2 separate regions of the Arachis hypogaea genome follow, and region 1 is linked to region 2. Evidence: chromatin contacts called from public Hi-C data. All regions are on one chromosome and are shown on one strand. The core of a region is the stretch at or near the end of the contact, and the rest is flanking DNA. Distances in the headings are between cores, read along the strand shown. Region 1 holds the start of LOC112796121 (O-fucosyltransferase 23). Region 2 has its middle 22 kb from the start of LOC112794183.

Region 1 (6,867 bases), core at 1,924-4,423, 71 kb after region 2:
CTACAACAACACATCCCCTACATGTTGTATCATCGGTGTTTTCTGCCCATCCACAATACTGTAATAACTTCAAATATCAATATTCAATCAAAACACTGTCTTCATCTCCATATTAAAAATAATTTTGACAAGTGTATGTGTATGAGGAAATTTTTAGGAAATAAAAATATGATGAGTGATGCATTAATTCATGATTGCATGTATCCAGAAAATAGTTTCCAAAGAAGGAATTGGCAGAGGAGTGTCCCTCACAGCATTATGGAAGTGAACTTCTATTGTAATGCAAGGAGAACAAAAGAGGGCCCCACTTCTTTTGTGCCCTCAAATGTACAACAAATAGACAAGACCAAGACCTGCAGACAGGTGCAGGTGTCTTCTCTCCGCCTTTTCATATTCTCACATGTGAACCCAACCAAACAACAACTATATAACAAGAAAAATGTCACAAGTACATATAGCATGCACATATTACATACATTCAATATAAAAAAATGCATCTTAATACAAAAACAAGTTACTAAATCAACTATTATCTAACAGTAAATAGAGTATAAATTGGCACAATATGTATGTTTTTATATAAACAAATATGACAATTCTAAAAATGATAAAAATAAACAAAATAGCCCTCTTCAAGAGACTTTGACTGTTATCAATGGGTTGATATATGCAAAAATAAATTGTGTTACTTACCTAACTTAATCTAAATATTGAGGCCAAATGAAAATCTAATATGATGATATGGGTGTGTACAAAAGTCACAAAACTAGATGTTCAAAAAACATTCCTCAATGGACATTAAAAGTATGATGATTTACATAAAGAGAAACCATACCTCAATGTAAACAACTATATCCCATTGTTGTAAGTTGTAACCTCTTAACCATTCTTTCTTTCTTCTTGATGTGAGCTAATCAAACTCCACAAGAACAAGGGCCTCTAATCTACTCTAAGAATTCTGAACATTTGCAACAGAAATTGTACACAACACTATCAACAAGAAATGTGGTTGGTGCCATAGCTGATTGCTTGAAGACTTGAATCAGACATATTTGTATTCCATTTCATAGGTCCATTTGATTCTTCTCCGGATGGTTTATTGTAAGCATAAGAAGGCCATCTTGCATCATTTCCACACATGCTTGTGGCTCCAATTTTCATCATCTTCTGTGTTCTTTCAAGAACTATAAGGCTTGAAAATGTGGAGAAACTGTTTCCAACAAAGATATCAGCCCTCAAACACACTTCATAGTCGATTGCAGATTGAATTAGATATGGATACTTCTTATAAATTCCATCAACACCAAGCTTCTTCTTCTCAAAGGGAAGAATGCCTTCTCCCCAATGTTCTAATATGGAAGAATCGTTAAGGAGCTTATCAGCTACCGCGAGATAAACAACGACCGGAGCCTTCAAACCGGCAATGTTCCTAACTCTTTCCATTATCTCTTCCCTGCTACTGCATATTTGGTTTGTGTTCAATCTCTGCTCTAATTTCTTGCAATGAATCATCCAATCAATTTCTATCCTCATGTGGACGGCAACATATGGCATAGGCCGAAATGAAGAACTCTCAGAAGCATTAATGCTTTCCCTTGCCTCTCTTCCAACTTCTCTAATCCTAGACACAACTCTATCTGCTTCTTCAGAAATCTCATCTACCAAATGCAAGCACTCGAAAACCTTTGCATAATCCTTCACAGGCCAATGATCATGCCACAAAAAGGGATTCTTCCCAACAATCCGAATTACCTCGTGGTCATCGATCGAGCCCTGGCTATGCTCTCTCAATTGTGATAAATCTCTTTCCAATGTCCACTTTCTTCCACTTCCTTTCTGCATTTCAAGAACTTTTGTTACATTTAGCACATCCCAGTACTGGCCTAATTGAACAAAACCGCTGCAAATTGTGTTAAACGCGTCGAATTGGAACACTTTGTCAAAGGAAATTGGCTTTAAGAGGTCAATTTCTTTGTAAAACAAAGAGGCACTAAGGCTAGGCATCAAAAGAGTTCTATTCAGCATTCTAGCAGTAAGACAAGCCCTTGCAAATGCAATCTTCTGGTTGTTCAATCCCCACACAATCTGAGGAACTTCCAAGAACTTGTTTTTCCTAATTCCAAACTCAGAACCCAACAATGGAGGATGGTTGTTGCGGATATACACAATGTTGGTCCATTCAATCCCATCAAAACTAGGGAAGGAAGGAAAGAGAAGTAATCTAAGAATCAAAACAGTAACAAACAAAACCATGCATTTGCAAGTAACTGAATTTGCAGTACCACCAAAGAACTTCAACAACACTTCCATGTAAGAGTCAACTTTCTCCCATGCAAAAGCACCAACAACTTTGTCTTGAAAATTCAGAACGCAGTACTATAGCATCACTAACAAAAGGAACAAACGTCAATGCAGAAAATCCATGCATGCACATAATAAGCAGAGCAAGATCCAATTTTGAAAGTCTCCCACAACCTGAAAGAGTGATGCAGAAGGAGTAATGAGAAAAAAAAAAGTGACAAAACAAATTATACAAAAATTCATCAGAATCGGCTCACAAACTATGTAATTGTAATGTGAAAGCTTAGATTTTTATATTCATGGCGATACCTTCAATGTTCAAAACCTTGTGTCACTGTAATTACTTTCAAAAAAAGAAAGAAAAGTAGAACAATTCAGAATACAGCGAAGTAATGTGACACATGTGAATCTATATATCTATGACAAAAACACCATCATGTCATATCCCTATCAGAACCCAGAATTCTAAGCAGTTAGTGGAAGAAACAAACAAGATATACTAACAATAAGAACGTGTCCAATGGCTAACGCTATGAACACGACGATAGAAACAACAAAGAAGATTTATTGAGGATTCTGTTTTGTAGCAGAGCCATAATAGCGTTTGCATGTTGACTTTTTCTTTTCTTTCCATTTTACCTTATTAAAAGGATTATGAGAGAAACCCAGAAAAGGAAGAGGGAGAATGAGTTATGATCGATGAAAAAGGAAGCACCTTGTTACAAAGAAGAGGAAGAGTGAAGATGGGGTTAGAGAAAAAGAATGGATAATAGGGAACAGAGGAGAGGGACCAAAAAAAGGGTATCACATAAGAAGGAATTGAAAGAGATGAATAAAGCTTTCGGCGTTTCATGGAATATACGAAAATATTATATTATTAAAATGAGTATAAACTCTTTTTGGGGTTTTGAAAGAATAAAAAATAAAACTTTAACAAAAAAAAGTAAATAAATAAATAAAAGAATGAGAATAAGAGCAAAATGACAAGAGAGATTTGCGCAGCAAGTTTAAAAAAATAAAATATCATCCTTTTTTATTTTATTTGAATAATCTTGTCTCTCTACATTGTGTCCACTTTATGGCTAATCACCAATTCATCCTAAATATAATAAACAAAGGAATCAATTTTATTCTTATCTATTCTAAAAATTACAAATTTTCCCTTTAAAAAATGTGATTTTTATTAACCCTGTTTAAACTTTTTTCTCATATTTATTATCATAAAACATTTTATGTTTTAGTACACTTACAACATAACAATATTTTACATAGTCGATGAATTTTAAAATGCTCAGTATAACAGAAAAATTCAAAAAGATAACATTTGAATTAATGGTTAAATTCGTTTCTCAAAGATTACTTATTTTTTAAATTAGTTTTCAAATGATTTTTTTTAGTTATATTAATTTTTGAAAGATAAAACGTAAATTAAATTGATTATTTTATTAGTTAGATGATGATGTATTACAAGATGATTGGTTGACGTGCCAGGTTAGTGACACCTAACACACTACGTGTCACTTGACATATAAAAAAGTTATTTATAATCAAAATAGTTCCTGAAAATTCAGACGTAAGTCATTTTCATCTCTAAAATTTTAAAAATTAATCAAATTAGTTCTTATGTAAATTTTTTTTATTTTTTTCATAATATTAAATTTAAAATATTTTTTCATAGTATTAATTTCAATATTATTTTTTAGACCTTAATAAACAAAATTCTCTTTATACAAAATAATAAATTTTAATAATAAATTTTTTATAGTATTATTTAATATTATTTTTAGACCTTAATAAATTGTGTATAAAGAGAATTTTGTTTAATAAGGTCTAAAAAATAATGTTAAAATTAGTACTATAAAAAAAAGTTTAAATTTAATAGTATGAAACAAATAAAAAAATTATATAAAGACTAATTTGATTAATTTTTAAAATTTTAAAGATAAAAATGACTTACTTTTAAACTTTCAAGGACAATTTTAATTATAAATAATTTTTTTATCACTTGACATGTTAGATATTATTGACGTGATACATGAACTAATTATCTTGTGACACGTGACATTAACCTATTACATCATCATCTAACTAATAAAAGAATTAATTTGACTTACGTTTTATCTTTAAAGGACTAATATATTTAAAAAAATTATTTAAAAACTAATTTAAACAAAATCAATTGCTTATTACCTCCTGATTTAGTGAGAACTTGGATTTTGGAAATTGAGCTATGGCAAAAATATTTTTAAGAAGGGATAAGTATTGTTTTGGTTCCTAACGTTGAGGGTCAAAATCGAAATCATCTCCATCGTAATTTTGGATTTAAAATCATTCTTAAAAACTTTTTTCATATTAAAATCGTCATTTTTAATAAATTTTTATGTTATTTCTAAACAACCCCTATTTTAATAATAAAAGTTATAAAATTTTAAAAAAATAAAAGAAAATACGTGTGGGAGGGAGGAACACGTCGTGGAGGGGGAGGGAGAGGAAAAGGGTATACGAAGGGGGAGGGGAGGGGAGGGAAAGGGGAAAGGGGAAGGGAAGATGTGGAGGGGGAAGGGGGTGATGACAGGTCATCTTAGCCCAGTTTTACTAGTCTTTTTCCTTTGTTTTCAATAGGTTTTATGCACTTTCTTAAGCCATAAGTAAGCCAATTGGGTTGAAATTCATGTTTCCTTTTATTCAATCAACCATGGATAAATTGATGCATTTTCATGAGTTTTTGTGCCATAATTGCTCATATGACAAGAAGAAGAATAACTCTCATAATGATGGCATAGCTTTGATACAATTGTTGATTGATGACAGGAGGAATAAAGTTTGGAAAAAGGTTGCAAGAATGGGCTTGGAAAGAAGGGATTCACGTTTGAGCTAACGTTAACTCAAACGTGAGAAGCAGATGAAGAACACCATGGGAAGAGCCAACGTTTGCGCCAATGTTTGCCTCAAACGTGAGGTCAAACGTTGGTGCCAAAAAGAAGAGAAATAGAGCTCCTGGGCACAGCAACATTTGAGCCAACGTTTGCCTCAAACGTGAGGTCAAACGTTGGCTACATTTTGGCAAGAAAGAGCATGGAAGAGCACCACTGATTGATGGTTTAGATGAGCCATGTTTGCGCCAACGTTTGCCTCAAACGTTGGGCCAAACGTTGGCCAAAAAGGGAGCCTGGGAAGACCCACGTTTGAGCTCACGTTTGACCTCAAACGTTGGCTCAAACGTGGATGACAGCAAGAAGGGCATCTGCATAATGCCTCACACAAGGGACGTTTGAGTCAACGTTTACCTCAAACGTTGACTCAAACGTGAATGGTTCATCGCCCGGTTCACAAGTGGATTTCTTCCCAACACCAAGAGCAATCAACAGAGGCTATTGTCAACCCAATTCCATCAAGACTAAAGGCCCAATTCAAGGCTTAATGATCATTTGAAGAAAGTGTATAAATAGCTTAGGATTTGAAGTTTTAGGGGAGCTTTCCTTTTAGAATTTTTAATACTTACAGTAGAGAGCTCATCTTTACATTTGAGTTGTTGCTTTTAGAATTTGAGAGTTCCTGGGAAGGAGAATTGAATTCTCTTCCTCTGGGCTATTTTTGCTTTCTTTTCTACATACTTTGTTTGAGTCTTGGGTGTTGAGAATTGGAGAAATTCTGTCTCAATCTCACCTTGAGATCTCTTGTTTACTTTTTTTGCACATTTGAATTTGAATTTCTCTTCACTGCTTCATCTTCTTTCTACTGCTTGATATTTACTTTTCTTGCAATTGAATTTTAAATTTGGATCTAGGAAGGCATCGAGATCTAGACTTGATTATCTAGTCTCTTGGGTCCTGAGATCTGGAGTTTTCATTTTAATTTCTCTGTTGAATGCGTCTTCAAGTTCATTTACATTTCCAGTTGAGATCCGGTTTATTTTAATTCCTCTTCTACTTTTCTGTTTATCGCAATTTACTTTTCCTTGTCTAATTTCTGCAAATCCACTTCCCGATTCCCTTTATAATTCAAGCCATTTACATTTCTTGCACTTTAAGATTTTGCAATTTACATTTCTTGCGTTCTAAGTTTCTGCCATTTAATTTCTCGTTCTTTAAGATTCAGCACTTTAATTTCAGTTTCCTTTAATTTCCTGCAAATTCACCCTTCCCATTTAATTTTACTGCAATTTAGTTTCTGCAAATTACAAACCAATCAACCAACATTTGATTTGCTTGACTAAATCAACCACTAAACTAAAATTGCTCAATCCTTCAATCACTGTGGGATCGACCTCACTCATGTGAGTTATTATTACTTGATGCGACCCGGTACACTTGCCGGTGAGTTTTGTGTCGGATCGTTTTCCGCACATCAGGGGGGAGGGGGATGGCGCCGGCGCCGGCGAAACTTGGGGCTGCCGTCACCGTCGTCGAAAGAAAGGAGAGAGGGACTGCGACGGAAGAGAAGAGAAGAGAAGAGGGAAAGGAGACCACGCTGCTAGAGCTCTCTGCCATCGCGTCGTCCTCGGGAGACTACGCCGCTGAGCCGTCGCCGCCGATTCGACCACGCCGCTGCTCCGTTGGTTCTGCT
Region 2 (6,963 bases), core at 3,301-5,800:
CGTCCATTCCTACGAGACAAAACTGGGCAGAATCAGAATTTCACAAATTATCAACAGAAACAAGATCAATCATTCCCAACCTTTTTCTTAATGAATAGAATCTGTCTTCACAGAAGGGTTTTGTAAAAATGTTAGCAAGTTAGTCTTCAGATTTTACAAATTGAATATCAATAGTACCCTTTTGCACATGTTCTCTAATAAAATGATATCTGATCTCAATGTGCTTTGTTTTTGAGTGCAAAACATGATTTTTTGAAATATTTATAGCACTCATGTTATCACAAAATAATAGTATACTATTGATCTTTAATTTGTAATCTTCCAACTGCGTTTTTAACCAAATTAATTGTGAACAACATGCAGATGCAGATATGTATTCAGCTTTAGCTGTGGATAGAGCTACTGTGGCTTGTTTTTTACTTGACCACATGTTGAGTGAGCTTCCAAGGAAGCAACACATGCCGAATGTACTTCGTCTATCCACTCTATCTCCCGCATAATCTGCATCACAAAACCCTACTGCACAAAAGTCATCATATTTTGGATACCACCAGCCATAATCATTAGTTCCCTTAATATATCTAATGATGCGCTTAACAGCCGAAAGATGGGATTCCTTTGGGTGAGATTGAAATCTTGAACAAACACCCACACTTTGAATGATATCCGGTCTAGAGGAGGTAAGATACATTAGTGAACCAATCATTCCTCTATACCGTGTTTCATCTACATCTTGGCCATCATCATCCTTTTCAAATTTAGTGTTTGGATGCATTGGTGTTCCCATTGGTTTAGACTTTTCTAGGCCAAACTTTTTGATAAGTTCTTTTGCATACTTTCCTTGGTGAATAAAGGTACCACTAGGAGTTTGTTTAATTTGGAGGCCTAGAAAGAAAGTAAGCTCTCCCATTAAACTCATCTCAAACTCACTAGTCATGATTTTTCCAAACTCTTCACACAATGACTCATTGGCCAATTCAAACACAATGTCATCCACATAAACTTGAACTAGGAGAATATCATCATTAGATGCTTTAATGAATAAAGTTGTGTCTGTGGCACCCCTTTGAAATTGATTTTCTAATAGGAAGGCACTAAACCTTTCATACCAAGCTCTTGGAGCTTGTCTAAGACCATAAAGAGCTTTAGAGAGTTTGAAAACATGATTTGAAAAATCCTTATGTTCAAAACCGGGGGGGTTGAGCCACATACACTTCTCTATCAATAAAGCCATTAAGGAAAGCACATTTAACATCCATTTGAAACATTTTAAAACCCTTATGGGCAGCATAGGCAAGAAGTAACCTAATTTCTTCCATTCTAGCTACCGGAGCAAAAGATTCATCAAAATCTATACCCTCTTCTTGATCGTAACCTTGGGCCACTAATCTAGCCTTGTTACGAACAACTTGTCCATCCTCACCAAGTTTATTTTTAAACACCCACTTAGTACCCGTAACTTTCTTACCATCCGGATGAGGTACTAGTGTCCAAACCTCATTCTTGTCAAATTGAGCAAACTCCTCTTGCATGTCTTTCACCCATGATGGATCTTCAAGACCTTGTTTGACATTGTTGGGCTCCAATTGTGACAAGATTGTAAAATTGCTTGGTTCGGATTGCCTTTTGGTTGAGGATCTTGTGGTCACACCTTGAGAAGGGTCTCCAATGATAAAGTCATGAGGATAACCCCTCATAGACTTTCATTCTCTAGGCTTCCTTTGTGGTGGTGGGCTTTGATGAACTTCTGTGGGTCTCACTGTTTCAGTTTCTCTTGCTGACTCAGGAGACAAAATGGAAATGTCTCCTCCATTCTGACGAGACAAAACTGGACTGGCAGATTCTTCATTTTGAGCAGACTTGAGATTTTCTTTGCTTGTCCCAGCTTCTTCACAATCTGAATTATTATCTATCACAGTACTGAGAATTAAATTAGAATCACAAAAAGTAACATGTATGGATTCCTCTATAGTTCTATGATCTTTGAGTTAAATTCTATAGGCTTTGCTAGTAGTGGAGTATCCAACAAACATGTCCTCATATGATTTTGGATCAAATTTGCCAAGATTTTTTTTGTTATTAAGCACAAAATACTTGCATCCAAAAACATGAAAATACTTAAGATTTGGAGGGGTTCCTTTCCATAGCTCATAAGGAGTTTTCTTTAACCCTTTTTCTAATAATGGCCCTATTCAAAATATAACATGCTGTGTTTACAGCTTCAGCCCATAGAAACTTTGGAACCTCATTCTCACATAACATGGCCCTAGTCATTTCTTGAAGGCTTCTATTCCTTCTTTCAACAACCCCATTTTGTTGAAGTGTTCTAGGGCATGAAAAATTATGAGTAATTCCAAAGTCATCACAGAATTTTTCAAAGTGTTAATTTTCAAATTCTTTTCCGTGATCACTTTTCAAATAGGCTATTTTTAAATCTTTTTCATTTTGAGTTTTCTTGCAAAGGGTTGAAAAAGCATGAAAAGCATCATTTTTATGAGCAAGAAAAAGTACCCAACCGAATCTAGAGTAATCATCTACCACTATTAAACCATAGTGTTTACCTCCTAAACTTTGAGTTCTTGTTGGACCAAAAAGATCAATGTGTAACATCTCTAATGGTCTTTTGGTTGAAATTTCATCCTTTGGTTTAAAAGAGGATTTAACTTGTTTGCCTAATGGACAAGTATCACAAGTAAGATCCTTATCAAATTTGATTTTAGGAATTCCTCACCAGATTTTTCTTTACTAGCTTAGAAATTTGGTACATGCTAGCATGACCCAACTTTCTATGCCATAGCCATTTTTCAGATTCAAGTGAAGTAAAACATGTTATATTTTGTTCTTTCAAGTCTCAAGAGTTAATCCATACACATTGTTGCATCTTTTAGCTTCAAAAAGAATATCCCCAGTTTTTTTTTTACAAACAACCAAACACACAAACTTTCTAAAAATAACTTCAAATCTTAAATCACACAATTGACTTACACTAAGTAAATTATGTTTCAAACCATTTACAAGAAGAACATCATTTATACAAGATAAAAAGCTTTTACCAACTTTTCTAAGGATCTTCACCTTGCTGGCCGAGATCTTTACTTCCATTTTTGGTATGGAGGAGCCAAGATCTCTTCACAATATCTTACCACAAGTGAATGAGAATCTTAGCCACAGCATACTTTTTGTTTTTTTTCTTGCCATCATTGTGATGGTCTTGTAGCGTGCCTTTTCTTCTTTTCGGTAGCTCAAAGTAGCTTCCATGGCTGCTGTGTAATGACCGAAAGAGATGAAGAAAGTTGAGAGAGAAGAAAGAGAAAATTGAACATTAACTAATGGATTTTGATAAAGCAAATTAAATGACCACTTTCCTTTCACTGAGCAACGTGATATCCATCAAATCAATGACCAACTCTCTCTCATGTTTCCAATGCATATATTAACTTCACTTTAATGAATTTTAAATTCCATCACTTGGTGAAAGTTGAGATCCTTTAGAAGGCATAAGGTAAATAGCAACATTTGCTTTCCTGATGAATTATTTTCAGATCATGCATTGGGGCATATAGCAAAACATGATTAACTTGGGCTTGTAACAATAATGAATCAATTTGGCCCAAGATAACAACTTGTTTTAGCCAAATCAATTTGGACATTTTGTTTCAAGGCTGAGCTACAATTAACACATTTGGGCTTGTCAATTTTCTTTCATTTCGGCCCAAATCAATTCAGCCATAGTGATAAAAATTTATATCACTGCTGAATATGTTTTATTAAGTTGGGCTAGCCAATATTTTTCGGCCCAAGCAGAACCTGCATTGCAAAAATTAATTTAATCAACCTATATGAATTAATATTTTTGCAGTTAATTACATTAATAATGTTTAATCATCACAAATATTAATTTTAGAGTTTTTCAAACTCATCACCCTTAATACCAGCGAATTTCGTTACTACAAAATCATCTTACTAAATGCATGGAACAATGTTATCTTTATGAATAATGCTCAGAATATGATTATCTTACGATTATAATATTTCATCAAATTGACGTCAAGTATTACTTATAAACTAATCAAAAATACTTTGTACAATAAAATCAATTATGGTATATTTGTGTATAAATATGTATTTTATATTTCAATAATTCAATATATATTTTATACTAGTGGCTAATTTTATTTGTTGATTTTGGTATAAACATAACAAAACTTTTAACTAATATAGTCAGTTATTTATTTCATATTCTCTTTATTAGTAGCTTTACGATTGAAACCACAGAAGAGACAACACTTCAGTTTTGTGAAATATATGCATCGTCACCCCATTTTGTTTGTGGGGCCTTCACTCTCGGTCTCAATATGGCAACTCATAACAATTAGTCGTAGTGTGACAAAAACAAAAATAAAAAAGAATTGTTTTTTTTTTTTTTTTGTTGTGGTATTCATTTTTGGCTCCAGTTGAATGAAGTGGTTATGTTATTGCTACCATATTAATGGACTTAGGTCAACCCAAAACAATTCTAGAGTGACAGCAAATGCGATGGATTAGGACCATATATTTTTGGAACTATAATAGACAATCTCTAATACTTTGGACAAAACAATTTTAAAACAAAGTCAATATCTTATACTAAGCCCAAGAAATTAAACAGCAAAAGACATTCTCTAATACCAAAGAAAAATAAAATTTTTTGTGTTTTTTTTTAATATAAGAAAATGAAATTCTGGTCACAAGATGGGTGGGGGTTAAGAATTAAGATGATTTCATTTCGATTTTTCATTCAAGATTTTGCTCTGTTCCCTAACTCAATCAAATTTTGACACCTCTTTGGTTCCTCAAATTAAACCAAAGAATTGAACCCTAAATCCAGCTATTATTGTTAATTTTTCTTTATTTAGTAGACATATATATTGATTACTTTTAGAGTTTTAGTACCATGCTGAGATTTATACGTTTCCTAATAAACTATTTATATTTATATTTATATTTATATCCTACGGGAAATATACTAGTTCTCTGAATATCAACAGCTATATAAGAAAATAATATTAACAGAGCTAAAATTTTGTTTAGTTTTATTTTGTCTTTAGAGAGAATAGGAGACCAAACTCAACATTAATTATCATCAATTTTCAACCTAGAAAAAAAGTAGTGATCTCCCTAAAAACAAACAAAATGTGTGACAAAGCAACCGTGTTTCAAGATAAACAATTTCTAAAATAAATTACATACTCTTTCATCAACAGTTTTTCAAGGGTCCTTGGTCAAATAACCAAAATTTCAAACTTTGTTCATAGCAATCTGGAATGCTTTGTTTTTCCCATAATAATTCAACGAAAGTTACATGGGCTCTTACGTTTGAATAGCCCAAATATTAATTCATTCATGGTTGTTAGTTGTTAGTTGTTTATATAATTTCATTGCCATAAAGAAACAAAACTCCAACCAACTTGGACAGGTAATGCTTACTGGCCCGTTTAAATAAGTGATAGGAATTTAAATTCTGTCTTTTGTATGTAATAATCTATTAATCAGTAACAAATTTTTTAATAGAGTCCTAATCCGCAATAAATTAATTTTTTATTTATCGGACTGAAACTATAGTGAGCAACTAACAAAAACAAAAAAACAAAACTACTCCCAAATCAAAATGCTTCTAGCAACTCTGCCCACGAATTTCCGATTTCATGAAAAGAAAAAGTATACATGCAAATTCATTTTTAGTGTCATCATATCATTAATTTGTTAATAATTCACCGACCTAAGTCAAAGTCTTCTAGGGTTAGCCATATATTATTTATTTTCCCATACTTGTATATATTTTCTTTGCTTAGATTTGTAACCAAATGACGCAAGGTATATCCCCTTCAATCAAGGGCAATTCCACATTCAAATGTCACACTTCATTTAGGGGAAGAAGCAAACAATAGCAACAAGACGCATAAGTAAATTTACCATGAATAATAATCACTTGTAAATGATGACTTATTCTTGTTAATTTGTAAGTAAATTTTATACATGTATTTAATTATTTATCATCGTATTTATGAAAATGTTTGATTCAATATTTGTTGGGATTTAATTTTTATACATGATTAACATAAATTTTTTTTCACATATATCTAATCATACATGTATGTAATTGAATGATAATATTAAATTAGTGTACATCAAATACATACATCAAACATATATATAATGGTTATAAGTTATAACTTTCCATTTTAAACAACATTAATTCAACTACTTATACCATCATCATAAAAAATAAATATTTTTTTTTTTGGCAATACTTATTTTAGTACATTGAAAGAAATTGACTTACACATAAATTATTTTAATCAGATAGAGAAGATCAAATACAAAGGAATTTTATAAATGATGGTGATGCATACGTAAATGTTAAATGTTATATATATATGAATGATTTTGATTTTTGAGAGAGTCAATATGTTTTAATTTGTTCAAGTTGGCTGCTTCACGGGTCAAGTCATGCAAAGAAGAAAAATCTCAAATTAGTTGACATTTTCAGAGACGTTAGCACCAAATAATGGACTTATCTATAATCTTAGCCATATATAATAATTAATTATATATATCAAATAATTGCACATTACAAGAAACAAAAATATATATATATACATGAGTTCTTATTTTCACATGAATTGCGTCAAACACTTTCAAAAAATATTATTTAATAATTAAATCAATTCAGGCGGCATTATTTTATCATTATAATAATATTATTGCTCATAGGATCTGGATAGTATGATAGGGTTTATTAATGTCACTGTCTTCCCAATCAACGTTTTACCTAACACACATTGCAATGGTTTTTATTAATCCAAAAAATAATATTTTTTTTAATATAATAATTTTGTATTTTCTGATTCCTTGCTTCTAAGTTAGACTGAACCTATTATAGATGAGAATGAAATGAACCACCATAAATTAAAATATGTACAC

What was found. Hi-C and Micro-C count contacts between places; a contact is called where the count stands out from the background.
Region 1: a Hi-C map of an unstated tissue shows a contact between it and region 2, with 4 times the contacts expected there. The contact joins the promoter of LOC112796121 here to the enhancer-like site in region 2. A contact is called at or near these places in 2 of 8 Hi-C or Micro-C datasets (leaf and an unstated tissue).

What each region holds. Positions count from the first base shown.
Region 1 is chr4:7,955,384-7,962,250 of arahy.Tifrunner.gnm2.J5K5, forward strand. LOC112796121 (O-fucosyltransferase 23) reads right to left here and starts at 3,174. Exons shown (of 2, transcript XM_025838421.3): 1 at 2,941-3,174; 2 at 556-2,475. The coding sequence starts at 2,310. The coding sequence ends at 994.
Region 2 is chr4:7,882,916-7,889,878 of arahy.Tifrunner.gnm2.J5K5, forward strand. No RefSeq gene overlaps it. Among protein-coding and RNA genes, the nearest start is that of LOC112794183, 22 kb to the left of the region's middle. Within about 2 kb of position 4,551, at least 3 of the 3 cell types and tissues checked have open chromatin away from gene starts, as enhancers often do.